2 separate regions of the Mus musculus genome follow, and region 2 is linked to region 1. The links are chromatin contacts, called in public HiCAR-type maps. All regions are on one chromosome and are shown on one strand. Each heading gives the region's core, a stretch centred on a gene start, on an enhancer-like site or on the middle of the called end of the contact. The rest is flanking DNA. Distances are from core to core; before and after follow the strand shown.

Region 1 (6,853 bases), core at 2,120-4,619:
AAAGGCCCTTGGTCCTGTGAAGGCTCGATAACCCAGTGTAGGAGAATGCGAGGGCAAGAGTGGGTGAATGTTTGGGGCACACCCTCATAGAAGCAGGAGGAGGAGGGATGGGGTAGGGAACTTCTAGTGGGGAATCAGGAAAGCAGATAACATTTAAAATGTAAATAAATAAAATATCCAATCAAAAAAAAAAACATGACATCATTGACCCAAGTTTGGAAAAGATTCTAAAGACCATACATCATCTAGCTCAGGGATCATTTTAAGCAGGACATTTTATGATTTTACTGTAATTTGTCTGTTTACTTATTTTATTTGTATTTGGCAGGAGCTCTTGTACCCCAGGCTAGCCTCCAGTCTTCTGTGTAGCCAAAAATGACCTTGAATTTTTTTATTTCTCTGTATCTCTCTCTTTTTTTAGACTTATTTTTAAACTAACACATGTACAGTATTGATCTTCCCTATGGCATTTTCAAACAAGCCTTGGGTTGTTGATTCTTCTCATCTCTCTGACCCTCCCTCCTCATACCCTTCCACTGAATCTGCCTGTTCTATCTTCTGTTTCCCTGTCTCCTGTGTTCTATTGCCTTCTCTCCCGGCTTCCTCAACTCTGTAGTCCCATCTCACGTTTTCCTTTCTAGTTTCATGCCCTACATACATACTTACCCTTGCTTTTATACATACATATGACTGTATTAAACTACGGTCTGCATATGACTGAACGCAATTTTGGTCTTTTTGAGCTAACTCACTATAATACTTTCTAGCTCCATCCATTTTCCAGGTTTCATTTTTCTTTTACAGCTGCATAGAATCCCAATGTGTATAAGGGCCACATTTCCATTATGATTCACCTCTCAATGAATGAGCCTCTACTTCCTTGCTATGCCCAGTTTTAAGTATTGATTTTGTTATTATTTTGTTTTTCATAGCCATATGCAGCCCCCACCCCCCTTTGCTTATTACTATACAAATAAATGGCTGGAGAAATAATTGAGTAACTCAACATGCTATGGACAGAACTATCTCATTTTTAAAGTAGTATTTACTCCAAAGTGTAGCCACTTAAATTTTCCTTAAGTGGAATGGAATATTACTACTCAGTAAAATGTAGACCTTGAGTAGGATGTTAGACAATGGTGGGTATTTAAAGTTATTATATTGATGACCATGCTTTAGTGTTAAGCTCTCTCGTGGTTAATGTACTTTTAGCTCAAATTCCTTAGCATGCAGAGCTCTCATGTTGACTCCACAGACTTCCTGTGAAAGAAATCAGGTTGCTTGCAGAGGTAAGACACAGGTTTCTGGCCCTTGGGTTTCTCATAATGGTAGTGGAAATACGTGATGTGGTACCTCCAGTATGTCCAAGGAGTCAAGACACTGACAGCAAGGACCATTCCAGCGATAAACCAGCCCATCTTTCTGCTGGCCCGAGGGCCAAACAGAAGTTGATTATGAATCCTAGGGAAGTTTATAAACCTCAAACTTTATACAGTATAATTTGTTGATGACAGAAACTTGAGATTACGTGTTTATTTAAAGCTACAGACTTTTTATAGCCCCACCCACTTTAACATCTACAAATGAATTTTAAAATCGGTGCTATGAAGCCCTGAACCTATGTACTTGTTATTGTAAAGACCTTTAATAGAGGAAAGATCACCCTTTCACTTATTTTGTGACTCAGAGGGTTTGAATGCAGAGTGAAAATCCTTCCTCATTTCTAAAGCCAACATCCATCACATTACTCTTAAGGTAAGAAGCTGTGTTCTTCCTACCCATAAAAGGAAGACCTGAGGACAACAGTTTAAGAGAAAGAGGCTACCATGGATGGAAACCAAAGTCAAGGAAAAGTTTCCAAAGGCCTTTGCATAGAGGAGAGAACCCCAGGATGCTAATTTACTATCCTTACAGGGCATCTGTTGCTTCCTCAGATCTTTGCATTTGACTGGTGCTCCTATTATAAGGGAAGAGAAACCTGGAAAAGGCTGCAGAGAGCTAGAGAGTAGCTGGCTATTACCCACCATGTACTAAAAACGGTTTGGGGTGGGGGATGGGAGGTAACAAGACTGTTTCCATATATTCTTTGACGCCAGAAACAGATACCTGTGGACATGAATTTTCCACTTTTTTACAGGGTCTTAGGCCCCTAAGGTGTGAAGCAATCAGGAATTCACCCTTGAAAGGTAAACATTGCCCACCCCTATATTAACTTCTCTCTAAAGTCTTTCTCAGGGAGAACGTAAGATGTCCGCTGGACAGTCATCAGGGTCCCAAAACTCTCCCAGATGCCAGGGGACACAATATTGCAAGTTTTTGGGGTTGACGAAGTAAAGCAAAATATGGATGATATCTTTATCCTACCAACAAAGAGAGCCCAGGGAAGCAGACAGCTGATTCGTGAAGGTTGGGGTGGGCAGTGGAGCTCCAAGAGTGCTACTGGGAATCCAACAGTGAAAGTATAATTCCAAGAGGCAAGTAACTAGCCCAGATGTGTTCCCTGTAGCGCATGGTGTGCTGATAACTGTTTCCTTATTTACCCTTCTAAGCACCCCTGGAGTCTTTTTTGCTAGTCCCGCAAGGGCAGGCTCAGCCTCTGCAAACCCTCCCACTGAGAACCAAAGCCGAATGCCGAGGCTCTCTGAGCACTAACTCCAGGAGCACCGCTCCTCGCACAGAGATCAACTGGGGTCCCTTGGTCAGCTGCACACTAGAATGGGGCAGAGGTTGCGCTCCCTGCAGGCTCCCGAGCAGCGCCACAAGACAGCCTCTCCTCTACCTCCCGCGCGGGGCAGAGGTTGGCAGTGCAGCTAGCGGGCAGGAGTAAGTGGTGGGGGGCTCAAAGAATGGGGTGGGGCGGGGGTGGGGCTGCGGGTGCTGGGCGGGGGTGCGCCACAGCGCCCCCTTGCTGTGCGAGCCCCACGGTGCCCCAGTCAGCCTTTGCTCAGTCTCTCCAGCCCCTTTGTGTGATTGTATCCACCTCCATGGCACCCACCCGGGGGTGCTGACTGGGGCACTGACGCTGCCCGGGGTCCCGCCACTACTGATCGAGCCGCATTCCCTTCTTCTGCGTTTGTCCCTCGCCTGGTTCTCGGTCCCCAACTGTACCCTCTGGGCCGCGTCCAGCCTCTGTCGGCACCCCGCCGGTCCGGGGCACTAGTGTCCTCCGATCTTGATCTCCCCTGCAACACCACACACACTCCATCACTCCCCCATCCCAGGCCTCTAACGTGGAGAAAAACTAAAAGCAAAGCAAGGCAGAGTCTCCAATAAAACGCCCAGTACCCCGAGCCCGAGCGCGAGTGCCGGGCGGCGAAGGGCGCGGGAGGCGGGGATGGGGCGGCGGGCGGGGGGGACAATGAGCGCGTGAAGTTACCTGCCCGGCGGCGGCGGGCCGACAGCGCCGGGGCCGAGCGGACCAGGCAGGCTGCGCGCTCGGTGTGGACGGGTGCGCGCCACGGCTTGGGGGGGAGAGTTGAGCGCTTTTCCACCCTCTGTTTTTTTTTTCCTCTCTCTCTCTTTTCTCTCTCTCTTTTCTTCCTCTTCTTAAACAAACCACAAACGGATGTGAGGGAAGGAAGGTGTTTCTTTTACTCCTGAGCCCAGACGCCTCTCTGTTCCGTCTGAGCTTTTTTTTTTTTTTCTGAGCACTTTTTTTTTTTTTTTTTTTTTCAAAAAGGAAAAGAAAAGGAGTTGCTTGATGTGAGAGTGAAATGGACGTAAGATTTTATCCTCCTCCAGCCCAGCCCGCTGCTGCGCCCGCCGCTCCTTGTCTGGGACCTTCTCCCTGCCTGGACCCCTACTATTGCAACAAGGTGAACACTCTGCTTTTGTCTGCACCGATTCTGGCGGCTCGATCCCGGGAGGGGGGCAGCGGTGGCTGGACCGCGATGGGGCCCGCTGGGCGGACTGGGCCGGCTCGCAGAGGCCCGTCCCGGGCGCGCTCGGTCGCAGCCCGCGGCGGCGCTGCGTGCGCTCGGGTAGTAAATATTGTGGAGCAGCTCCGGGGGTTTGCCAAACAACGCGATTGTGCGGAAAGTGACACGATTTGCTCGGATTCTTTCCTTCCTGCTGTTCGCCACTAAGGATCCCTGCTTAGGTTTGCCGGGAGACATTTAAAAAAAAAAAAAAAAAAGCGAGAGATCGAGAGAGAAAACCCACGGAATACTTTGGGGGTGTGTCTGGGGTCTGGGAACTGAGGCAGAGTAGGAGAATTCAGTTTATATTCTAGTTCCTTCTTCTCCCTCCCTTTCTTGGACAGCGGGGGCTCGTGGCATCGCTTCCTTGCTCCGGATCACTTGCCAGAGGAGCAGCTAGGAGTCGGGGTGCAGGGACCCCGGAGGATCCGGCGTTCCCACACCGTGAAAATTATTCTGTAACTCTTTTGTTTTCTGTTCCGGCCGCCGAACTGGAGTTCGGACGCTGGCCCTCGAGACCAGGACGCTGTGGGCTAGTCGCATTATGATTTGGGGGAACAGATCTCGTTTGGGGGGTGTGGGGTGTGGAAATAGCAAGTTTACAGGAAGCCAAGCTAGCGCTTTGCATTCAAGTGTAAAGCTCCGACGCTCTTTGCCTGGCTGAAGCAGGGTCCCTGGCTGGGCTACATCATAGTCTGCTGACTTGGGCCACACAGGACAGCGGAAAGGTATTTAATGCTGGTGATCCAGAATGAGAACTCTGGCGAAGCTGCCCCGGAGCTCAGCTTGGCCCAAGGATAGGACAGCCAGGAGTTTCTAGGGAAGTAATTGCTCTCCTGGCTTCATGCACGCAAAACCTGAGAGGGACACGGAGGGACCGGAGGGATCGTCTCCAAGAGCAGCCACAGGCCACATCTCTCCTCTCCTGGGGCTTGGTGGATTTGTCTAAGCAGTCCTAGCTGATAGAGGTTGCTGGGGACAAGAAGGTCTCTGAAATGCATGGCAAGCCTTTTGGACTCCCAGTTCTTGCTTGATAAAAACCCCCGGCAGATTCTTCCAGTCCTTTCAGGCACTTCACTGACAAGTAGATTAATTCTTTGGGGAAAGTCTTTGAAACTCCCAACATTTGTCTCCTGAGGAGTCCTCACTTTAAAACGTGATGTAGAGGTGTTTAGCACCCCTGCCTCCTGGACTCTCTACTACCATACAGGCTAGTAGTTCTCAGCTCTCAGTCTTGATTATTACACACACACACACACACACACACACACACACACACACACACACACACACACAGCTGTGAGTTACAAAGCCTACAGTCACGCCACAGAGAAGCAACTGGGTGCCATGTCCACTGTAATATTCAGTAAGAGTTGTGAGCAAAGGTTAGTAGTTAGGCAAAGGGGTAATACAGGTCTTGAGGCCAGGGGCAAGTTGAACTTCAGCACGCACAGCAAAGTTGGTGAAATGAAGTTTTACACTGCTGCTAACACCATTCTTGCAGCCTAGAATATATTTTGACTTTAGAACTAAGGGCTTTATGCTTGATATTTTTCCCCCCTGATAACCAGAATACCGTTACTTTTTTCTTTAAAGTAGAAAGTCTGTCTTGGAGATTAAAGACCTGTTCTGTAGTTGTTACCAGAATCAAAAGATTGACACCATTTTTGGCAATAAAACTATACAAGTCCTATTACATTTATCAGTGAATTTGGGTTCCAAAAAAGAAGGTAATGACTTGAATACACATTTCACTCATTATTTCTGTGATAGTAGGGTCAGATTTAATTTAAAAGTTAAATGCTTTGGAAAATCAGGAATTACTTCAATATATTAAATCATTTTCCAATTTAAGTGCCTTAAATAATTTTAGAGGGTTGTGCTGTGAATTGAATGAATTAATTTTGAAAGTCTTCACCATTTCTTTACTAGTCCATTGAAGTTCCTTTTAAGTCACCCTGTGTGTAAGAAGCAAACTGTTCTTTTTAAATGCAAATTAGCCATCCTTTCTATAGACTAGTTGTAAGACTTCTATTTAACTTAGATGGGGAATAATGGATTTTTAAAAATGCAAAGTCATAAGACTTGTTTCTTCTAGTAGAAAAATACCTCCTGGAAAGGTTTCTCTAGGGACTCTTTCCCTATCCATCTCTGTGCCACAGTCTATCAAATATATTTGTCACTGCTTCTTGATTGTACTAAACACACTGAGAAGGTTTCAAGATCCCACAAAGCCCAGGCACTTGTTCCCTACCCCATGGTGATTTGCACTGGTGTAAAATTCCTGCCTAGTTCCACTATTTGAATTGCTTAGGACCGAGACAATCAGTGCTCATTTAGCAGTGAGGTGTAGGGAGATGTGAAAGAAGGGGAGAAGTTTGGAAAGATGAAAAAAATAAATCTGTATCTATATTTAGCAAAATCCTGTTGGATCAGGCTTCCCCATAGAGATAGATTGCAAAGTAAACCTGTTTTCCTTCTGAGCTGTAATGAATACACAGTTTATTTTAAATAACAGTCACTTTGTTGGGTTATTTGTTTTTAACAGGTTGATAAGATCATAAATTACTAATTATCTTTATTTTAAACCTGTCAACACTATACTGTTTAAAGTTGGTGTGCTAAGTCCCATTGGAACCATAACTTTCTGTGCTTTGGTGTCTCACAAAATGTAAATATAGTTTTCTGGTGGCACTTTTTTTTTCAATGTCAGAAGAGACCCTAATTGAGAAAATGAATATCCTCTTTCTGAGCTTTTCTGAATTGAAATGTGGTTGTTTTACTCTGCTGACACTTCCCAGATCCTCTGTTCTGTACAGTGCCAAAACACTATTTAGATTTCTCAGTTAATAAACTCTGTAGGAGGCACATTTAGAAGCAGTTTAACCCAGTGGTCTTTTGTAAGAGCTCCATCCACGATGAACATACCACAGTGC
Region 2 (6,853 bases), core at 2,369-4,868, 2.9 Mb before region 1:
CTCTGTCTTTCTTAATTCACCTCTAAAGCAACGCAGCAACAGTAGCCGAGAAGTAGATGGGCTCATTCCTGTCCTCATAGCTTTTAGCACAGTGCTTGGCCCACAGGAAAAGCTCAATCAATCCTGGCTACTGTTATTTACCCTTTCAAAGCTTGCAATAAGGCCTCCTTCGGGACGAGTGAGACAGGGAAAAGCACTCCGGACTGGACAGAAGGCTGCCGGTGACTCTATGGAGCTATCGCTCTCTTGTTTATTCCAGCCCTCCCATTCTCAAACCCCAGCTTCAGGTATAACGTTAAAGTTCCCATGTGAGCAAGACCTTTAATCAATTCTCTGCGAGTGTCTTGGAGCACGTGAGCGGGCTTCGAGGCTCCTCCTCTAGAGGGACCCTGGGCTTCTGAGCTCCGAGCCTACACTACCTCTCTGTGGTGATTTAAACCTCCCTTAGGCAAGGCGCCAACTTAGCAAGACCGGCTCAGCCCCCGGCTGGCCCTTTCTTTTTTCCTTGCCTACCCACTCAGGGCTTGGGGGAGGGGATGTTGAAAAGTTTGGCACGTTAAGAACCCCCGCGCGAGAGGGGCGGAAGTCCTCGCCAGAAGCTGAGGATGCGATGCGCGGTTAGTGGGTCCCTTCCATCACGGGAGACTAGACACCGTTTGATGTGTTATGACATGAACCCTCAATTAGATCGCTGAGTCGAAACACTCCAATCAGGGGCCCAATGCTAAGCAAGCCCCGGAAGGTCCAACCCGAGGTCACCGCCGGTGACACATCAAATCAAAATCAGTGAGAGGGAAAGTGAGGTTTTCCCTTTATCAAGCTGGGGCTGCAGCCAGCAATCCAGCCCCTCCTCCGCACGCCCCTCCAGTCCCTCTCTGCACGCCCCCCCCCCCCAAGCTCCTTTACACCCGTAAGGCTTGAGACCAGCATCGCAGCCTTCCAACTATCCCAGCTGCCCTCTTACAGTTTTCTTTCGAACTTGGCGAGCGAGGAGGAGACAGAGCCTTTTAAGCTGCGGTCCTGGTCCCGGTGCTATTGCCGCGTCTCCTTTGACTAGGGATCTCTGGCAGCCCTGTCCTCAACGCATTCTGAGGTTGAAACCACAGTCTATCTGGCTTTACGACCATGGGTGGGAAACAGTGTTCTTCCCCTTTCCCCAAACCTCACCTCGTGCTCCTGCTTGAAGAACCCGCGGGTTCCCAGCGCGGTGCCTGAGCTCTAGGGTGTGTAGGTGCTGCGGTACAAACGAGGGTTGATGGGTGCTGGAGTCTTTGCAAGGTCTGGGGCCCCCAGAGACAGACAGCTTTTCATGCTTTCTGAAATTCCAAAGTCTCCTACCTTGGAAGAGCACACACTGTCCTTTGGTCCTGTGCCAAGGAACTCTCAGGGAGTAGTGAACCAATGAGGGTGTCTGCCTGGGGTAAAATGGGAGAGCCTGCCACTTCCCAGGAAAAGAAAAAAAAAAAAAAACGTACCCATCGCCTGGCAGCCTAGGCCTCTAGGATTTCTTCCCTTAAAGCAGTATTCTCTGACCTTCAGTCACTTCTCCTTTGGTGATGGCACTAGAGATGCCAGGTTAACAGAGAAGTTGCTGGGAGAGACTGCACTGCAGCGCGGTAGGAAGAAGCTGGCGCTGCAGTTAGAGTACCCAGGTCCAAGACCTAGTAGCAGCAATACGAAGAAGCCACGTGTCTTTGTAAAGGTGACTTTATTATTCCTAAAATCGTCATAAAATACAGCGGCGTTAATTTGCTATCGAGACCTTTCAGCAGCTCATAACCCAGCTGACCTCGGATTGTAGCTGAGTACCTGGCTGGGCCAGAACCTTGGCTGCGAAGAAAAGCAGCTTCCAGAAAGCTGGATGCTGGAGATTGAATAGAGCTTGGGGCAGGTGGGGGAGGGGGACATTAGCCTACTCTGGAAAGGTTCAAGGGAACAATTCAGGTAGATAGATGTAGCTGAGCAGACAATTAAGGTAGATAGATGTAGGTGAGCAGTTCCCTCAGCCCAATCCCGGGGACTCTTGAATTTCTGGGTACTTTCCTCTGAACCCGAACCTGTGGGTCTAGGAAGAGAGTCAAAGCTAAGTCTGGGAGTATGGGACGTACCTCTTACCTTCTCTGTACCTTCCTCTCAGCCCTTTGCTATTTCTCTCCTCCTTTCTTGCTTTTTCGGAATTACTTTTCCTCTCTAGGAGCCAGTGGAACTTTCCCCAATCTCTGAAGATTTCTCTGAGATGCTATGATTTCATTGCCCATGCTATGCTGTGGATCAGCGATAATAGCAAGAGGAGGAAGCTCAGAATCCTATAGACGGGAATGCATCCTGTCTGGCACAGGGGATGAGGGTAGGGTCCCGAGATGATCATCGATAGAAGGGTTGCCTGGCTGAGAAAGGTAGATGAGTACCGTCCTGTAGTACAGTAAGCACCAACAACTCCACGCTTTTATCAGTCCCAGTTTCAGCCCACCCCGAAGATGGTGGCTTGAAAACTATCATGTGTGAGACGAGGAAAAATAAAAACGGTGCCACAAGGCACTGGGTGCCCACCTGGCTGATATTTCCCCACACCCTACGCAGGACATCGGGTGAACCCACAGGGCTGCTGGATCTAGGCACTGCCTGACACCGATCCTAGACGGATTGACTACCTTGTGCTGGCTTTTCCTTGAGAGACAGGAGGCTCTCTAAAGCTCTCATGAATGCTCTAGGGCCCGCGACCCTCACAAGCTTTGGAGCCAGGGTCTCTCAGTCCTTTCTCTGACCCTTCTCCCTTTCCCTTCATTTGCTCATCACTTCTTTTCCTCTATGCTTCCTCTGCTAGCTACCAGACCATTGACCGCCGCGATGCTTTCGGCAAAATAGAAAACAGGAAGGAAAAGGAGAGAAAAAAAGTAAGAAAGTAGGGGAGAATTGCAGACTGGAGCAAAAAGCTGCAGCTGCACTCAGAATTGGGGGCTTGAGAAAAGTAAAATAGGGGGGAGGTGTCCAAAATGCGAAGGGAATTCACAAAAGCAGCCTCTTGCCAGAGCCTGGGTAGAGCTCTGGCTGAGGAGCTCCAACTGGAGAGGAGTCGGGCGCTTTCTTTGCCACTTACCCAGTCCTCTGTCTACAAAGCTAGTGATCGTATTAGCTGACTTGGAAGACTGGAAAAAGCTGGCATTGATGCCCAGCTTCTCGGCAATGGAGTAAGTCTTGTAGATTGACAGCATGTACTCGTGAGGCACCACGCGCAGCCCCCTGCCCGGCGGCTCCTGCCCCTGATGTTGTCCGGGCGGCCGCCGCCGGAGGTCCTTCTGCCGCAGCCCGTGCTCCGGGGGCGTCCGGCCCTCGGCACTCTCTTGTGGAGTTCGCTGCATCTTCCCTTCTTTGCGGTTCCCCACGTCTTTGGTGGAGTCCAATTCGGTGGAGGAGGAGGAGGACGAGGAGATGGAAGCCTGCTGGAAACCCGGCAAATCCCAGAGGAAGCTAATGAGGAAGATCGCCCAGAGAAGGACCCTAGGAGTGTCCATGGCGAGCGAGTGGCTAAGTTACTCGGAGAGGCGGCGGCGACAGCAGCGGCTGCGCCGGGCGCGAAAGGCACGGAGCGGCTGGACAGCGGCGGGGGCCGCGCTCCTCCTGCAGACTACGAGTGCGGGGAGCCGGGTAGCAGCTACACAAATCCAGGCCCTGCCACGCCCCCTCCCGCCCCTCGCCGGGAGGTGGGGAGAGGAGGGGAGAGCAGCGCTGCGGGGATAGGGAGGGAGGCGGGTAGTGCGGGCAGGAGGTGTGGGGTGGGGGGCAGCGGTGGGCTGTGGTGGTGGCAAGGTGAGAGCTGGAAGAGCCCCACGGGGTCCGGAGCGCCGACTGGGCGAGCCAGAGGCGAGCGCCTCTGTCCCAGGGTTGGGGAGCCAGAGCCCGCAGGCAGCCGCCTGCGCCGGGGACCGTCAGTCCCCACCAGCTGCTCGAACTTCTCCAGGGACCCGGGGGAGTGGCAGCCGCGGCGGCTGGCTCGGAGCGGGGGTGGGGGTGGGGGGCTGCTGCCGCAGGCTGCGCCCTGGCTCCGGGCAGTGGCACCCTCTCTTTGCCACCCTACCCTCCTAGCGGGCGGTTAGCACCCTCTCACCCCCCCCCCCCCGCGCGCCCACAAGTTTCATCCCTGAGTCCCGGAAGCCAGGCGCAGGGGCCAGTCCTTCACAGCCCCCTTCTCTTGGTAGAATGCTGCTTTCCACAAAGACCCGCGTCAATTCCCGACCTTCGAGGTCAGGCAAAGGCCACCAGTCTTCAGAGTTTGGACCGGTGCTCGGAGCTGCCGCGCTCTCCTGCAGGCCCCAGACTCTCCTCTCGCAGACCTCAATCTCTGGTGTTTGCTCCAGCTGCTTCATTTCTCTTTCGTGGGACCCCACACTTCTCTGGACCCTTAGGGGCTTGACTCCCTCTTCTTCTGCACCCGTACTTCCTTTTTCCTCTTTCCTATTGTCTTCAGGAATTAGTCCTTCCCCCAAATTCCTTCCCATTCCGATTCGATACCTCTCCTCACCCAGTCCCTGCCCCCCAAATATGCTTTTTTTTTTGGCTGTGGCCTCCCAACTCTCTGATCCCCACCCTCTCTCTCCCCCTTTCACCAGACCCCTCCCTGCGCAGCTCTACCCCAATCTGTTTCTCTTCAGCCCAGCCTCGCCCCATCACGAGTTTCCTTTATCTGTCCCCAGATTCCCAGTGTCTTCCCCGCCCACCGCCCCGCGGTTCAGGACGTTGCTAGGTTTGGCGGCGAAGCGTTGCTTCTCTCGCACAGCGCTCTAGACGGAAGTTGTCCAGAGTCTTTACAGGGTACTCACGCACCATCTGTAAACGTCCTCCTGTAAATTACTCCACTTATGGATTTAAAAAAAAAAGGGGGGGGGCAAAAGGCTCAGAGATAAAGGCTTTCCAGGGCCATTCAGCCAAGAGGGCACAGCCACGGATAGACCCAGGAAGCAGTGGTTCCACCATTCTGCTCCTCCTGGTTTGAGCTGTGTCTCTGTGGGTTCTCTCGCCCTGGCCCTCCTGTCTTCATTGGGACCTTGCAGGCGTGAGGATAATTTGGTCCTCTCTCCCCTTCTCTTTACTCTGACTTCCTTAAGAGGCATGACACTCACCTTGGACATCTGCTGTGTCAGGCCTGGCTCTATGGCCTTAGCAAACAGTTTCACATAATCTTCATAACAAGCCTGAGACAAGGGCCACATTATCTCTATTTTACAGACAGAGAAACTGAGGCCCACGATCACACTGCTCCTGTATTGCCACTACTCCTAATTGCGAGGCTATTGAGAGGGGCTGCTTTGCTCTCTATCACTAGAGATTCTGGTTCTACCCCAACCCATTTAACGTCCCTTAGGGCTACTCAGTTCATGACTGCCAACCCATGGCCTGTCTGGGACTTGAAGGAGTCTAGCTTCTTCCTTCTGCTTTCTAGCATTATCATTCACCAGTGTAAGGCTGAGAAAGGAGCTAGGAAGTTTTAAGTCTTAAATAATGCTTAGCCCACTAGGACGAAAAGCTCTCTCTGTTCATGTTCCTTCATCTTTGGTGCACATGTCCTTCATACATTACTGTTATCCAGAGATGACACCCTCATCTCTTAATGTCTAATACCAAATCGATCGCCTTCTAATATCTGTGCTGCGCCTCTTTCTCTTCCCCTCGCTGTACTGACATCCAGGAGAGGCATCCATCCATGGCTTGTCTCCATTCTCTCCTTCTGGGAATGAGCATGTGTACCTTGTGCTAACACTCTGCGCATGTCTGGCTCCACAGCCCTGTTAGGGATGACTCATGGGCTTGGATCCTTTCTCAGCACCACGCTTCCTGCTGGCCTTCATCTCTGCTCAGTTTGCCCACAGCAGTTATCTGTTGTGAGTTACCAGTAAACAGGAAACAAGGCAGAGGTCTCATTGCCTATGGCCTACAACCCTTCAACAGACTAGGTAGTGGAAAGGCAAACGACAGGGACCACAAAGAATGTGGACTGTTGTCGTGAGGATTACCCCAGGGCAGGTGTTGCTGTCCTTGTTAGCAGCCTTGGATCTGAGTGAGGAAAGTTGCATTTGCCACAAAGGCTCTAGTGGTTACTTACAGGTGAGAAAATAGACTGACAAACCAACACAAAAGGCTGGAGGTCACAAGCAAGCCAGAAATATAACCAGGAGCCAAGCCATTAGACTCCTAACCCAGCGTTTCCTGTAGTTAAAACTTCCCTTCTAAAGTATGTCTTACAGTAATTCAGAAAGGCCATTACTCCAATCCCCGCTCTCTCTCTCTCTCTCTCTCTCTCTCTCTCTCTCTCTCTCCTTCCCTCCATCCATCCCCCCCCGTGTGTGTGGTGTGTGTACTCACACACGCGTGTACATATATGTGTTGTTATACTAAAGATATAAGGAACAACAATTACTAGACTTGCTTTTAGGTTTTCACACTATAATCTTTGAAACACTATAATCTTTGGAGTTTTTAGTTTCCAAACTTTCTTAGACTCTCTAATCATTTCTTTGGCAGTTTCTTTGGGGGGAACATTTTGAAACAGTGAAAGTCTCTTGATGTGAACTGAGAAAGTCTGGTCCCCCGTTGGCCCTGATAGCTTTTATACCAGGATCAGACACACACCCAGTTACAGACATCTGTGGTATCTTCTGCCCCCTTGTGGACACTTGGAAAATTGCTACTCATAGGCAAAACTGCTTAAACAAGGACTAGTAACCCCAATTCATCTCTTTAAAGAAATTACTTAATTCACTTATTAATTAGGGGTGGAAGATCACCCCTAAAGCATATATAGAATATGACATTAAAAATTCATAAGTTATAGATATGCTACACAGAACTATACGACCAA

The links. HiCAR-type assays count read pairs that join an accessible place to other places.
Region 2: a contact with region 1 is called in a HiCAR-type map of astrocytes, with 4 times the contacts expected there. The contact joins the promoter of Gdf6 here to the promoter of Tox in region 1. A contact is called at or near these places in 3 of 115 datasets of contacts at active chromatin or transcription factors (astrocytes, embryonic forebrain and embryonic midbrain).

Annotation. Positions count from the first base shown.
Region 1 is chr4:6,987,352-6,994,204 of GRCm38.p6, reverse strand. It overlaps Tox (thymocyte selection-associated high mobility group box), which reads left to right and starts at 3,369. Exons shown (of 9, transcript NM_145711.5): 1 at 3,369-3,815. The coding sequence starts at 3,714.
Region 2 is chr4:9,841,137-9,847,989 of GRCm38.p6, reverse strand. Gdf6 (growth differentiation factor 6) reads right to left here and starts at 3,618. Exons shown (of 2, transcript NM_013526.1): 1 at 3,098-3,618. The coding sequence starts at 3,512.